2 separate regions of the Sus scrofa genome follow, and region 2 is linked to region 1. The links are chromatin contacts, called in public HiChIP or PLAC-seq maps. All regions are on one chromosome and are shown on one strand. Each heading gives the region's core, a stretch centred on a gene start, on an enhancer-like site or on the middle of the called end of the contact. The rest is flanking DNA. Distances are from core to core; before and after follow the strand shown. Region 1 holds the start of TROAP (tastin). Region 2 holds the start of BCDIN3D (pre-miRNA 5'-monophosphate methyltransferase).

What was found. HiChIP or PLAC-seq counts read pairs in DNA pulled down with a chosen protein or histone mark.
Region 2: a contact with region 1 is called in an H3K27ac HiChIP or PLAC-seq map of alveolar macrophages. The contact joins the promoter of BCDIN3D here to the promoter of TROAP in region 1. A contact is called at or near these places in 1 of 5 promoter capture datasets (liver) and 1 of 2 datasets of contacts at active chromatin or transcription factors (alveolar macrophages).

Annotation. Positions count from the first base shown.
Region 1 is chr5:15,297,979-15,305,346 of Sscrofa11.1, reverse strand. It overlaps TROAP (tastin), which reads right to left and starts at 4,659. Exons shown (of 14, transcript XM_013988255.2): 1 at 4,525-4,659; 2 at 4,121-4,275; 3 at 3,811-3,997; 4 at 2,835-2,992; 5 at 2,326-2,735; 6 at 1,805-1,857; 7 at 1,203-1,345; 8 at 1-11. The coding sequence starts at 4,264.
Region 2 is chr5:15,758,142-15,765,509 of Sscrofa11.1, reverse strand. BCDIN3D (pre-miRNA 5'-monophosphate methyltransferase) reads left to right here and starts at 3,865. Exons shown (of 2, transcript XM_005663848.3): 1 at 3,865-4,218. The coding sequence starts at 3,985. NCKAP5L (nck-associated protein 5-like) reads left to right here and starts at 4,109. Exons shown (of 14, transcript XM_013997563.2): 1 at 4,109-4,218. LOC102167177 (a long non-coding RNA gene) reads right to left here and starts at 3,891. Exons shown (of 4, transcript XR_002343941.1): 1 at 3,790-3,891.

The sequences.
Region 1 (7,368 bases), core at 3,410-5,909:
TCACGGCCGTCCTGTGGAGAACAAGGTGAAAGAATGATTCCTCCTGCTTGGCATTGCTGTCTTGTTCTCACTCCAGCAGCCAGTGTGACTTCTTTAAGAGCTAATCAAATCATAGCACTCCCCTGTTCAATCCCATGGCTTTCCACTCATTCCACGCAAAAGCCGAGGTCTTACATTGGCCTTTAAATCCTTACCCCACCTGATCCCGATTGCTCTGACCGGATCCTCTGGCTTCACTTCCTGTCCTTCCTACTAGGCTTCAGCCTCACTAGTTGGCTGATCCTTAAATGCACCAGGCCCATTCCCTCTCTGCACCTGCAGTTCTCCGGGGCTTGGAACATTCTCCCCCCGATATCTGCAAGGCTTACGCCCTCAAACCTCTCTGCTCTTGACTTAGCCGCCCGTCCTCAGGGAGCGTGCACCGACCAGTCATCTGAAATAGCAGGACCAACCACCGCCTCCCCCTTCTCCATCCCCTTCAGTGCCTTACTTTAAAAAAAAAAAAAAAAAAAAAAAAACAGATAACTTGGGAGTTCCCGTCGTGGCACAGTGGAAATGAATCCGACTAGGAATCATGAGGTTGCGGCTTCAATCCCTGGCCTCGATCAGTGGGTTAAGGATCCAGTGTTGTGAGCCTTGGTGTAGGTCACAGATGTGGCCCGGATCTGGTGTTGCTGGGGCTGTGGTATAGGCCGGCAGCTGTAGCTTCGATTAGACCCTTAGCCTGGGAACCTCCATATGCAGTGGGTGCAGCCCTGAAAAAGCAAATAAATAAACAGATAACTTATCACCAACCGACATAGAATGTGAATTTATTTCCTGCTGTATATTCAGAACCTAAAACATTGCTTGGAATGCATTAGTTGGTCTGTAAACCCTTGTGGGGTGAAGGAGTGAACGCTTCTGACTGTCAAGTATCAGATCCGTCTCCTTCTCAGCACTGATCCGAGGCTGATATAAATACACTGCAGACTGCTGTGACCTCTCACTCCCAGGCCCCCCAGACATCTGGTCAACAGAGGCCAGTCCCACTATGGAGAGGACTGGGGTCCATCTGGGGCAAAGCAGGACCCAGCGCACATGCTGAGGCCCAGGCGGGGACTGCCTGGCTCCACCCACAATCCTCAGCGCCCCGCAGCTGGGGGATTTCCCCGTGCATCTCCTCTGCCCCCTCCCCCCACCCCAGGGGGTCCCCCTCTCACCTTGGTATGGGGTATCTCTCGGGTTTCTTTTAATGGTACTCGGGTTTCTTTTAATGGTACTCGCTGGGCCAGACCAAGGGGGCCCCCTCCTCCTTCATCTGAGTGAGTGACAATTTCGTGTTCTCCTTCAGGGAGAGAGGAAGCTAGGAGGGGACAGGAAATTGGCTGGAGTTTTTGGAACACATCGGATTCTAGAACAAGGCTTTGCACCCTCCAAAGAGGATATCCTAGTTGGACAGCCCCCGCTGCACCATGAGGGGTGGGGACCCACCGAGCATCCCCTTGGAGCCCAGCACTGTGTCAGCAATCACTCATTAACCTGAACACCCTGAGTGGGCTAGGGGTGTCGTGATGGCTCTTAGGGGCCGGGACAGAACAATGAGTGGGAGGTACATCTTGCAGGAAGTGGCGGAGAGAGGGCAGAACTAGGGGCCACCTCCTCTGACACAAGAGCAGCTGGGTCAACCTCAGGCCTATCAAGAACGTCCCTTCTTCTTGACTCCCGATCTGGCCTTCCTCCCGGCCTGCCGAGCTTTTTCTCATTTTGCTCCCTATGAGCAGCCTGCCCGCCCCTGTTCTCTCCCATCGCCGGGTGCACTCACCAGGCTGGACAGGGGTCTTCGCAAGCAATCCTGAGGCCTGGCTCACCGAAGTCCTGCTGACAATAAGGACAGCAGCTAGCCGTCACTGAGTACCAACTAGGAGCTGGGCACTGTGCTAAATGCTTCACAAACATCACCTCATGTAATTCTCATGAAACCTCAAGTGATGGTACAGACATGAGCCTCACTGGACAGATTAAAGGCAAGCTTGCACAGTCTGTAAGCGCTAGGAGTCAGGAATCAAACCCAAGTCCCATTTAGTGCCACAGCCTATGCTCTGGCCACTAAACAAGAGAGACAGCACCTCTGATTTCTGTCCCCTTCCTCCGTCCATAACCCAAAGAAACTCATGTCATACAGAGGCCTGCCTAAGGAGGCCTGAAACTTATTCCAAGGGCTCATCTTGGGCGGTCACAGGTGTCTCCCCTTCTCTCTGGGTTGGGGGGAAGGCCCCACTCTGAGGGACTCCCCCTCCATCAGACATCAGATCATTCTTTTCCAAATGACCCTCTCCTTCTCACCTGAGGCCGCCACCTGTCTCTCTTCTTAGCTCCTGGAAGCGGGGACGAGTGGAGAGGTGAGAGGGAGGTCCTGAAGGAGGGATCTGAGCCATAAGAGCAAGAGAAAAGGCAGAGCCAGAGGCAGACCCCAAACCTTCGGCCTCACCACCAACCCCATCTGCCTCCACACACCGCCTCTGGCTTGTTGCAAGGTACCTTCCCTCCCAAGGTCCAGCTTTGTCCTGGAAGGAGTTCCCAGAAGCACTAAGTATCAGCCCTTCGAGGGCACTCACCAGAGCCTCTAGTCTCTGGGGACACAAGGTCCGGCCACGAGGTCCTGGTCCCTCCAACCTTGAGAAGCAGGAAGCCCTGGCTGGGTCCAGCCGGTGGATTGGAGTTCTGGGGGCCAAATATGCAGAGGCCCGTGCATCCTAGGCCCCCAAAGAGGCTATCAGCACAGGCTTAGGATTCCTTCCTTCCTTCCTCAGCCTACCCCAGCCTCATTGCCTCCTAGCCCCCTGGCTCCTTACCTGGCCCCTCCGGATGGTGCCTCCCTGGCTCCCTCGAACCAGTACTCTCTGAGCCAGACTGGGCTGACGCCCCAGACGACAGCTCTTCACCCCCTCACCTGATAGGATGGTGGCCAAGGCTGCAGGGTCAGCCACAAACTCTACAGTCCCTGAAGCCTCTGCAAGGGAAGAGGAGAGAGAAAGGTGAGGAGGAACAGGAAGAGGGAAGGCTGAGGGGGCAGGGAGCCCCGCATGGCCACCTGGGGATGCCAGAGTGAGCCGAGAGGCTCACATATAATTGAGCTCAGCTCAGCAAATATTCACAGAACTTTACTCTGTGTTAGACACTATTCCAGGCACCAGTGCCTAGAGATGACGAAGACAAACCCCCATCCTCAACAAGCCATCATCAAACTAGAGAGGTAACAGACCCAAGCCAAAGTACGGACAGGTTATAAAAGAAGCACAGGAGTTCCGTTGTGGCGCAGTGGTTAACGAATCCGACTAGGAACCATGAGGTTGCGGATTTGCTCCCTGGCCTTGCTCAGTGGGTTAAGGATCCAGCGTTGCTGTGAGCTGTGGTGCAGGTCGCAGACCTGGCTTGTATCCCATGTTGCTGTGGCTCTGGCGTAGGCTGGTGGCTACAGCTCCGATTCGACCCCTAGCCTGGGAACCTCCATATGCCACGGGTGCCGCCCTAGAAAAGACGAAAAGACAAAAATAAATAAATAAATAAAAATAAAAGACGTACAGCAAAGCATTAGAACCACAGAGGAATTGATTGATTGTGACTGGGAGAGCTGGAAAAGGCTTTAGAAGAGATGAGAGTTTGCTGAAGGAAGGAAAGGACATCCAAGAGCAGAGAGCTTTCCAGGAGGAAGGACTAGGAATTAGAGTAAGCGGGAGACCCGGGGGGTGCAAAGCCCGCAAACCACACCGCGCTCAACCCATTCTCCCACCCAGTCAAGGAGACTGTTTTCAAGCCTCCAACAAGTACCTGTCTGGGTTGGGGGCCTAGGGTCCACATTTTGTCCCCCAGGGCTAGGCCTGAGCTCCTTCAAAGGGTTCCGGAGCTGAGTGCTCCCTACCAGTTTCTCTGATGGATCTGTTTGACGAGTGGCTTTTGGCCTGGGGCCTGCTGAGTCAACGAGGGGACGCTGAATACTGACCTTCTGCACCAATCTCTGGGGGAGGGGAAGAGAAAAAGCTGGATCTCAGCTTTGGGGTGCATTGCTGGTGTGTGCTGCCTCGTTGTAGCTGCTGCCTTCACCCGCCAACCCCCCCCCACCCGCCCCCGGTCCCCTTACCCTTGGATCTTGGTTTTCCTGGCCCAGGGCGTAGGGTTTGACTGTGGGGAGAGGCGGGCGTCTCTGGGAGCGAACAGGAATCTTACTAGGGGTGGGAGATACACCCCGGAGGAGAGGATCCTTAGTGGCTTGGAGGGTGGTCATGACGGCTACAGCTAAGATGGAGAAGAAAGCAGGACCGGGGATCGAAGGTCAGCCAGTTCAGGAGTTAGTACCTGACATCCCTGATATTCCCACCTCCGCCCAAATCCATGCGCCCAGAAAACCTGGCTCCTGCAAGGGCGCTTTTCTGGGTGTCACCCCCTGACACTCTGAGCCTATTCTTTCGCTCTACGACCCCAAGCTGCCTCTCCTCTCTATGTTTCCCCGAAGCTTTTATCTCTTCCAAGATCCCGGTACCGCACCTCGTTCGGAACCTTTCAGGGTCGCCCCCACTTTCTCGGCTTTTTCCCCGGACTCTCTCTGCTTTTGCAGCAGGTACTTCCCCAATTTGTAAAATACGCCAAGCTCCTGATTGGCTTCTCCGTGCTCCCGCGGAGGCATTTGACGCATGTCTTAGTTGTCCAATCGCCAAGCTTCAGAGGCGGGGCCAAAAGAAGGACTAGTTGTCGAGCCGCTTTCTGGCCAGGAAAAAAAACTGACCCGACTTAACCAGCCAATCTGAGAGCGGAGCGCGGGACCGAAGGCGGGGAAAGAGGAAGGAGGAGACAGTTCTGAGGCCGGGGAAGGCGTGGAGCTCCGAGTTTGGAAGATAACGGGCGCCGTTGTACTATCGCGAGATTTCGGGACTGGTGCAGCGAGGGCCAGTCTCGTGGCATTGTGGGAAGGGCTGGCCTCCTGAATGTGGCGATTTAGTGATGTTGGGGACTGGCCGAGGCCCCTAATCCTACTCTCATCAGGGTTCCGTGTTGGGCTTTGGGGAAATGGCTGAACGTTGTGCCTGGGCAAGGAGCTGCTTCCAAATGGGCGTAGAGGGCTAGAGAGCAAACTAATAAAAATTAAACATTCTTTTTGGGGGAGCGGTTTAGGGCCGCACCCACGGCGTATGGAAGTTCTCAGGCTGGAGGTTGAATGGAGCTACAGCTGCATCTGCCATACTACGCCACAGGCACAACAACTCCAGATCCGAACCACTTCTGCAACCTACACCGCAGCTCGTGGAAAGGACGGATCTATAACCCACTGAGCGGGGCCAGGGGTCTAACCATGTTCTCATGAATACTAGACGGGTTCCTTAACGCTGAGCCACACAGGAACTTAGAAACGACCGTTTTTTCACTCAAGTTTTACGAATTGTGAGATGTGGTCTCCATTTCACAGATACGACCCGAGGCTCAAAACAGTGTCAATGGAACTCACTCAACACTACAAGCCTTGGGGACTGAGGAGCCCTGTGTCACCTGCCTGTTATTGGCAGGTAGGGGTGTGAAAATGAGGGAACCTAGAACACCCTGGTTAGAATGGAAGGGGTTAACCTCCAATGGAAGATAAGAAATGGGGAAGGAGTGCACCGGACTCTGGTAGATTCTTACTCTGACCAGTGGTTCCCGTCACACAAGCGGGGAGCCTAGAAGTTATTCTTGAATTCTTCCCCTCCCCTTCCAGTCTCTCCTTCACTCTTATTAATTTTACTTTTTAATTATCTTTGGAGTTCATTTACTTTCTTCCTCTCCATTACCTCCCCTCAATCTCACCTAGAGGATTGCAAACCCCTCCATTCTCTCTTGCTCCCCACCTTAATCCTTTTCACCTTATAGCAGCTAGAGGACGCTGTCCAAAATGCCAATCTGGTCATGTTACCACTCAAGCTCCCCATCTTCCACCACATTCCCCCTGGTTCTCTGCCTTCCTACTCCATTGCCTCTCCCAATTCCTCAACTTTCTCATGTGCCTTCTAGTCTCTGTCTAGAATACTATTTTTGCTTCCACTTTGCCTATTCATGCTTCCAAAATGATGTTCACTGTTACTTTGTTATAGAGGCCTTCCTTGAACCCTTCTACTCACAGCCCACCCTCTGAAAAAAAGATTCCTTAGTTGCATGTTCTCAAGGAACAATGTTTCTTCAGAGCATGTATCTCAGTTGTAATTGTATCAATGTGAACATAATATACTGTGTGCATTAAACTTGGTATCTCCTGCTAGACCTCCATGAAGGTGGTGACCTTTTATTTTTGGCTTACAATATATTTTCAATGCCTTGCGTTGTGCCTGGATTAAAGGTGCTCAATATTTGTTGAATGAGTCAATGGATGAATGAATAATTGATCAGATGAATACATAGAGGGATAAGGAAGACCTCTGAGAAGACGTAATGTTTGAACTTCCTCTTTAAAAGAAAAGGCAGAGTTTCCCCTGCAGCTCAAAGGGATTGGCACTCATCTCTGCAGCACCAAGGACACAAGTCCAGTCCCTGCCTGGTACAGTGGGTTAAAGGATCTGGCATTTCCACAGCTAGGCCACAACTGTGGCTCAGGTCTGATCCCTGACTTGGGAACCCCACATGCCCTGGGCGACCAAAAAATATAAAATAAAATAAAGAGAAGTCTTTTCTAGTCACTTGGAACAGTACTTGCAAGTAAAGAAACAAGAAAGATTACAGAGTATTTATTTATTTATTTATTTATTTTGGTCTTTTTAGGGCTGCACTCGCGGCATATGGAGGTTCCCAGGCTAGGGGTTCAATTGGAGCTGTAGCCACTGGCCTACGCCGTAGCCACAGCGACTCGGGATCCGAGCGGTGGCTGCCACCTACACCACAGCTCACAGCAACGCTGGATCCTTAACCTACTGAGCAAAGCCAGGGATCAAACTCGCATCCTCATGATGCTAGTAGGGTTCGCTAACCACTGAGCCATGATGGGAACTCCCTTACCGAGTGTTTAGAGAATAGTAAGTCCTTAGGGTAAGTCCTTAGGGGTAGATGGAAGGTAGGATGGTAGGAAATAAAACTAGAAAGATAGTCTGACTTGAGGGAAGGGGAAGGTCGGCTCATTCCCCAAACAGTTACTGTGAATGTGCCAGATCCTAACTAATACATCAGCAGGAGGAGCTGCTAACAAACACTGTACACCTACTGTATATAAGGCCTTTTGACAGACATTGGGATACAGAGAGGAATAAGGCTGAAGTTTGAAGCAAGGGGAAGCGCCTGGAGTTTGGCTGCACAGTGGCTTTATGTGAATTTAAGATGGTCAGCACAGTCCAGATCCAAGTTCACAAACCTGGAAACTTGAGTTTGTCAGGATAC
Region 2 (7,368 bases), core at 2,616-5,115, 460 kb before region 1:
AAACTGTGATTTGTTGTGGTTTGTTCTCATTGTTCACAAATATTCACTTTCATACCTATCCTTTATGTGTGTACCTTTTTTTCCGTAAAGCACTACCCACCCCCACAACTGTATAAGCATCTGGCTCCAATAAAATCTGGTCAACTGCAGTGCAGAGCGTGCTCTTAGGTGCTACTAAAGCTATTTGAGGTAGGAGTTCCTGGCAGGGCTCAGCAGAAACAACTGACTAGTTACATGAGGACGAGGGTTCCATCCCCGGCCTTGCTCAGTGGGTTAAGGATCTGGCATTGCCGTGAGCTGTGGTGTAGGTCACAGACATGGCTTGGATCCCAAGTTGCTGTGGCTGTGATGTAGGCTAACAGCTGCAGCTCTGATTCGCCCCCTAGCCTGGGAACTACCATATGACATAGGTGTGGCCCTAAAAAAAAAAAAATTAAAAAAAAGCTGTGTAAGGTATTGGAGCTGAGTCTGATCAGGTCACTTGGGCTGATGAAGGTTCTGGAAAAAAAAATGGCCCAGCTAAAAAGCCACCAGAGTGAGTGGAACAGAAACGCCTCTTTACGGGCTCACCTCTGAGGCATTTCAGGTCCCCAGTAACATTACCAGGCCCACTCCTATCTTTGTTTCTTGAGGATCTCAGGATCAGGAGGAGCCTGCCATTCATTACCTAGGATTGTTGTCTATTTCTTTTTAGGTGAACAGTGTTTTGAGAAGTCCAAAATCATGCCCATGTCCTTAATGAAATTAAACTCTTTACTGGCAAAACGTTATATAGACTGTGTTTAAACAGACAAACAGAAAAGTATTTACAAAAGCAAGGTGATTCCTGGTCTTTGAAAATTAAGGATTGGAGTTCCCGACATGTGGCTCAGTGGGTTATGAACCTGACTAGTATCCATGAGGATTCAGGTTCAATCCCTGGCCTCACTCAGTGGGTTAAAGGATCCAGTGTTGGGGTGAGCTGTGGTGCAGGTCAAAGACGAGGCTGGGATCCTGCGTTGCCATGGCTGTGGCGTAGGCTGGCAGCTGTTAGCTCTGATTCAACCCCCAGCCTGGGAACTTCCATATGCTGCAGTTGCAGCCCTAAAAAGAAGGAAAAAAAAAAAAGAAAGAAAATTAAGGGTTGTCGAGTGTTTGTGCTAGCATCATCTAGTGACAAAAAAGGGTAAGCTCAGGTCACCAAAATCTGTCAAACACTGGGGAAATAGTGGTGTTGCTGTCCCCTGCACACCCTCTTTTTCTAGAAACTGTGCAGGATATCATGATTAACTCATTTTGGCTGGGACTTTTGGCCATTAACTTATGTCCCCTCTAATAGATCAGAGACAGATGAAAGTATGAAGTAAATACTGAGAGAAAAAGAGATAAGCCTATTTTAACCCTCTGATGGCACAACCTGAAGTTGTGCTTCAAGCCTTGGAAGAAGTTGAGCAAATCGCTGGCCTCATGAAGCTGGACACCCCTTTAAGGTGGTCATTCAGGTGGGTAGAGGTTAGCACAACTCTGCAGACCCCTGGCTGAATCTGTTGGCTGTTCTGGGCTATCCTGGCTGCTGACTAGAACCTTCGACCTAGGCTGATGCCCTGCCCCCACCCCCAGTTTCTCTCTTACTAGCTCTGTTTTTTTCTCATCTCTAGCTCTGCCCACATTTTGCCTAGCTCCTTTCCACAAGGTCTGTTTCAGTTCAGTTCTTTTCTTTTTTCCTTTTTAGTTTTCTCAAAACAGACCTGGCTTTAGTTGCCTACTTGCCTCCACAATGGCATTTGGGTGCTTTTTTTTTTTTTTTTTTTTTTAAACTTTATTTCACTGCGGCAAGAACACTTAATATAGATCTTTCTTAACAGGTTTTAAGTGTCCAGTACAGTACGGTTATCTATAGACACAATGTTGTACAGCAGATCTCTAGAACTTACTCATCTTGCATAAGTGAAAATTTATACCGGTTGACTAGCAACTCCACCTGCCCCTCACCCCAGCCCCTGGCAACTACCATTCTATTCTTTGCTTCTATGCGTTTGACTATTTTAGCTACCTTATATAAGGGAAATCATGCAGTAACTATCCTTCCATGACTGGCTTATTTAATTAGCATAATGTCCTCAAGGTTCATCCACTTTGTCACATATGGCAGGATTTCCTTAAGATGAATAATACTTCATTGTATGTATGTACCACATTTCTTTTATCTACTCATCTGCAGATGGACATTTAAGTCACTTCCACATCTCGGCTATTGGGAATAGTGTCACAACAGATATGTGAGTGCTAACATCTGAGATTCTGATTTCAATTCTTCTGGATAATTACCCAGAAACGGGATTGCTGGATCATGCAGTAGTTCTATTTTTAACTTTTTGAGGCACATCCATACTGTTTGCATAGAGGCTGTACCATTTCACATTTCTATCAACAATGTACCAGCTTTACACTTTCTCCACATCCTTGTCAACACCTCTGGTCTTTTGGTTTTGTTTTCATAATAGCCATTCTAACAAGTGTGAAGTGATATCTCACTGTGGCTTTGATTTGCATTTCCCTGATGATTAGTGACACTGAGCATCTTTTCATATACCTGTTGGTCATGTGTGTCTTCTTTTAGAAAAATGTCTATCCAAGTCCTCTGCCCATTTAAAAAATCAAATTATTAGGGTTTTTTTTTTTTTTTTTTTTTTTTGCTTTTGAGTCATAGGAATTCCTTATATTTTTTTGGAAATCAATCCCTTATCGGATACATGGCTTGCAAATATTTTCTCCCATTCCATAGGCTGTCTTTTTACTGTATCAATGGTTTCTATTGCTGTATAGTTTTGACTTTGTAGTGTGACACAGTTGCACTTGTCTATTTTTGCTTTTGTTTGTGCTTTTGGCATCATATCCAGGAAATCACTGCCAAGATCAGTCCTGAAGCCTTTCCCCTATGATTTTTTTCTAGGAGTTATACAGTTTCAGGTCTTAAGTGCTTAATCCATTTTGAGTTGATTTTTGTGTAAGGGTCCCTTTTCATTCTTTTGCATATGAATATCCAATTTCCCAATACCCATTTGTTATGGAGTCTTCCTTCAACAAATATTTATCAAGTCTCTTTGGGCCAGGCATTAAGGTAGGCATAGGCTACCATATTTTCAAGGCTGATAAGAGCAAAGGTACATCCTGTGGAGTCAAAGTGCCTGGGTTCAAATCCTGGTACTATCATTTCTAACTGTGTCACCTTGAGCAAATTACTAACTTCATTGAGCCCCAAAGTCCTTAACAATATAAAGGTGATATTAAGTATGGTCCTTTCTTCACAAGGGTTGGTGTGAAAATTAATGCATGTAAAGGGCTTAGAAAAGTGTCTGGCGCCGGGTAAACATTTGTAAGTGCTGGCTCTTAAGGTACAGTCCATGCCTCTCAAGAGCTCACAGTCCACAGGTGCCCCTATCCACCTGTCCCACGTGACAGTCAGGGCCATGTGGGTCTTCTGGGCCCTGACTGTCACGTGGGACAGGTGGATAGGGGCACCTGTGGTACCTGGAATGACCGTAGTTCCTGGCTACCGTTTCCTGGAATCACAGGATGAACTGGGAGCAAGTTCCTGTGTCAGAGACTCACCGTGTGACCCTGGACGAGTAATTGCTACTCTCTAGCTTTGACTTTATGCATTTGTAAAGGAAGGAAGCTGAACCAAAACTGATTTCCAAATCCCAACAAACTCCTTGTTCTGGGTAGCCCAAGTTGAAACAATGTCAGCCTGAGCAACTCAACCTCTCTGTGCTTGTCCGACCAGAAAAATGGAAGGATATTACTAACCACCTCCTAGTTACAGCCAGGGTCCCACAAGGGAACGCCAACACCAAGCTTCCGCCCTCGTTCAGGGTAGGCCACCGTTTTACCCGCCAGCCTTTGTCATTCAGCGCACGCGCACTGGAGCCAAGACGGCGCTCGCCCCGCCCGTAGGTTCCCGACTTCCGGTTCCGCGGGGACCCAGAGGTCAGACTGAGACTCATGGCGGCGTCCAGGAAGCAGGCTACCGGGAGCGTTGACGAGGCTACGGCAGAAGAGGAACCACGAGTTCTAGAACCCGGGGCCGCCCCATTCGGAAATTTCCCTCATTATTCCCGCTTCCACCCTCCAGAGCAACGGCTCCGCCTCCTTCCCCCAGAGCTGCTTCGCCGACTCTTCCCTCAGAGTCCCGAGACAAGGCCGATCCTGGGGCTCGACGTGGGTTGTAACTCCGGGGTGAGTGACAGGGGAGGGATCGGACGTCGGCTGAGCCTAGAGGTTGGCGGCCTCACGTCCACTGGGGTTCTGGCCTGGGCGTGGCATCACATCCGTCACAACTTTCACAAAATAAGTTTTTAAAGGCATAGCGTTCGACCCCGTGCTGCTGCTATCTGACCTCCAGGATCCCAGCACCATCTCTTTTAGGACTCGTGGGGAGGAATCATTTTCAACTTTGGTTCCTAATTCCTGCGCCCCAGACGCCGTGCCAAACCGCGGGTGGAAAGGGCCACGTGTCTGGGCTTCTGGCGCTTGCCTCCTGTCCAGCGTGGCTGGCAATCAGGCTGGGGGAGAGGGCGCTTCCCGACACTCACGTTTGGAGCATGGAGTTGGGATTGGTTTACTGAGGGGTGACAGAATCATACCTGGAATTAAGATTCGTGTGAGAATTCCCTTGTGGAGCAGCAGGTTAAGGATCCGCTGATGTCACTGCTGTGGTTTGGGTCGCTGCTGTGGCGCGGGTTCGACCCCTGGCCCGGGAAGTTCCACATGCCTTGGGCACGACCAAAAAGGGGGAAAAAAAAAAATCACGAATGAAACACAATGCAGAATGGACCCTGGAGCCAAGAGGATATTTATTTTAAAAGCAGTGAGTTGGCTGAGTATAGAAGTGACATTAAGAAAGAAAATAAAGCATCCTGCCAGAGGAAGGCATTGCCACGTTTTCTTACCACAAAGTATTCTTAGGCATACAATAATTATAGTCAGTCCACAAGTAAAACAGGGAAATGTCACTCTGACACCTATTTGTAGCCACTAGGATATTCTAGAGGAGCAGTCCTTCTGACCCTGTGATTACAAATGCTTCATAAGTTAGTACCATCACTCCATTCCAGGCTAGGAGTCGGATAAGGTGAGGAAAATTTTACTGTGTTGCTGGCCTTAGGCGGAAGAGACTTTGGTATGGAGTTGAGGGCTATAGGGGCACAGCTGGTAAATGGAAGGAGGACATTTAGGCTAAAAACTGGAGTGAACCGGTGGGTGGGTATCTGTCTATCCCTTGCAAACATTTCCTTGCTGTGATTGATACAGATACCAAAGGGAGGAAGCAAAGGAAAAGAGAGACCGCATTTAAGACTTTATTTTGGGGTTTATTTCCCCCCCCCACCCTTGCTTCATGCTGATGTTTTGGGACCAGGGATGGAAGCTGTGCCACAGCAGCAACCCAAGCCACTACAGTGACAATGCCACATCCTTAACTGACTGTGCCACAAGAGAACTCCAAGACTTGGGATTTCATGAAAGGCAGTAGGAAACCGAGAGAGATTTTGAAAGTGGTATTAATGCACCTTAGGGGCAAGGACATAGTTGCAGTTAAAAAGGGCAGTGGTTCCCTAACCTGGCTGTACATTTAGGGAATTTTTTTTTTTTTTTTTTTTTTTTTTTTTTTTTTGTCTTTTGTCTTTTTGTTGTTGTTGTTGTTGCTATTTCTTTGGGCCGCTCCCGCGGCATATGGAGGTTCCCAGGCTAGGGGTTGAATCGGAGCTGTAGCCACCGGCCTACGCCAGAGCCACAGCAACGAGGGATCCGAGCCGCGTCTGCAACCTACACCACAGCTCACAGCAACGCCGGATCGTTAACCCACTGAGCAAGGGCAGGGACCGAACCCGCAACCTCATGGTTCCTAGTCGGATTCGTTAACCACTGCGCCACGACGGGAACTCCATAGGGAATTTTTTATTTTGCACTTAAGAAACATGCTTGTACTTGATAAAACAAAAAAGGGGGGGGGATTCAAAATGCAAAGGGGCTTATAGTAAAAAGCAAGTCTCTATCCTTGACTCTGAATCCTCCTAATCCCCTACACAATGACAAAATAATTTCTTGGGAGTACATCCTATGTGTACACAAGCATTTATGTATATATAAATATAAATATGCTACCTCTTCTAGTTTTACAAATGGTAGCACACTGTTTTGCACCTTGCTTTTCACTTAATAATTTGGAGATCACTCATATCATTATGTTCTTTTTTTTTTTTTTTTTGGCCACATCCATGGCATGTGGAAGTTCCCAGGCCAGGGATCGAATCCACACCACAGCAGCAACCCAAGCTGCTGCAGTGGTAACACCAGGTCCTTAACCCACTGAGCCACAGAGGAGCTCCTGCATTCTTTTTTTAGCAGCTTCATAATAATTGTGTAGATGATTATTGTGCAGTAATTTGGGAAGTGCTCTGTTTAAATTTTTAAAACTCCTAGGCCCCACTCTAGATCTAGTGAATCAGGATCTTGGGGGATTGAGCCCTTGAGTCTGTGCTTCCTTTTTAAGCTTCCAGGGGACTCTGGGATTGGGGAATTGAGGATGAAGAGATGTGATGGAGGAGGGACCCATCAGATAGGAGGAAGGAGACTTAATCAGATCCCTAGGTGATGTGTATGCCTGTTAAAGTCTGAGAAGCCTGGTATGGAGAACGGAACCTAAATGCAGACTCAATCTTGCCATGTATTAACCATGTGACATTGGACGGGTGACTAGCCTCTGAACCATAATTTTTGAGATATAGGGTTTTTTGGTGAATTGCGCCACACTTAAAAGTGCACAAAACACAAATTCACACCTTATGGATTATTATGAACCAGACCCGTTTATGCTACTGTCTGGATCAAGATTAAAACATTGTCAGCACCCAAAGAAGTCTCCCATATGCCTTTTCCTGCTCATAAACTCCTCTCTGCACCCAGAGGTGGTAACTAGCCCAACTTTTATTATTATTGTTTCCTTGCTTTATTTATTTATTTATTTATTTTACTTTTTGTCTTTTTGCCTTTTCTAGGGCTGCACCCATGGCATATGGAGGTTCCCAGGCTAGGGGTCTAATTGGAGCTGTAGCTGCCAAGCCTACACAGAGCCACAGCAACTCGAGATCCGAGCCACGTCTGCAACCTATGCCACAGCTCACCGCAACTCCGAATCCTTAACCACTGAGCAAGGTCAGGGATTGAACCCGCAACCTCATGGTTCTTAGTCGGATTCGTTAACCACTGAGCCACGACGGGAACTCCTGTTTCCTTGCCTTTTTTTATAGCTTACTATTTTTGTATCCGTAAACAATGTTGTTTTAAAAAATTTGTCCATTTTTGAACTTTATATAAATGGAAGCTTGC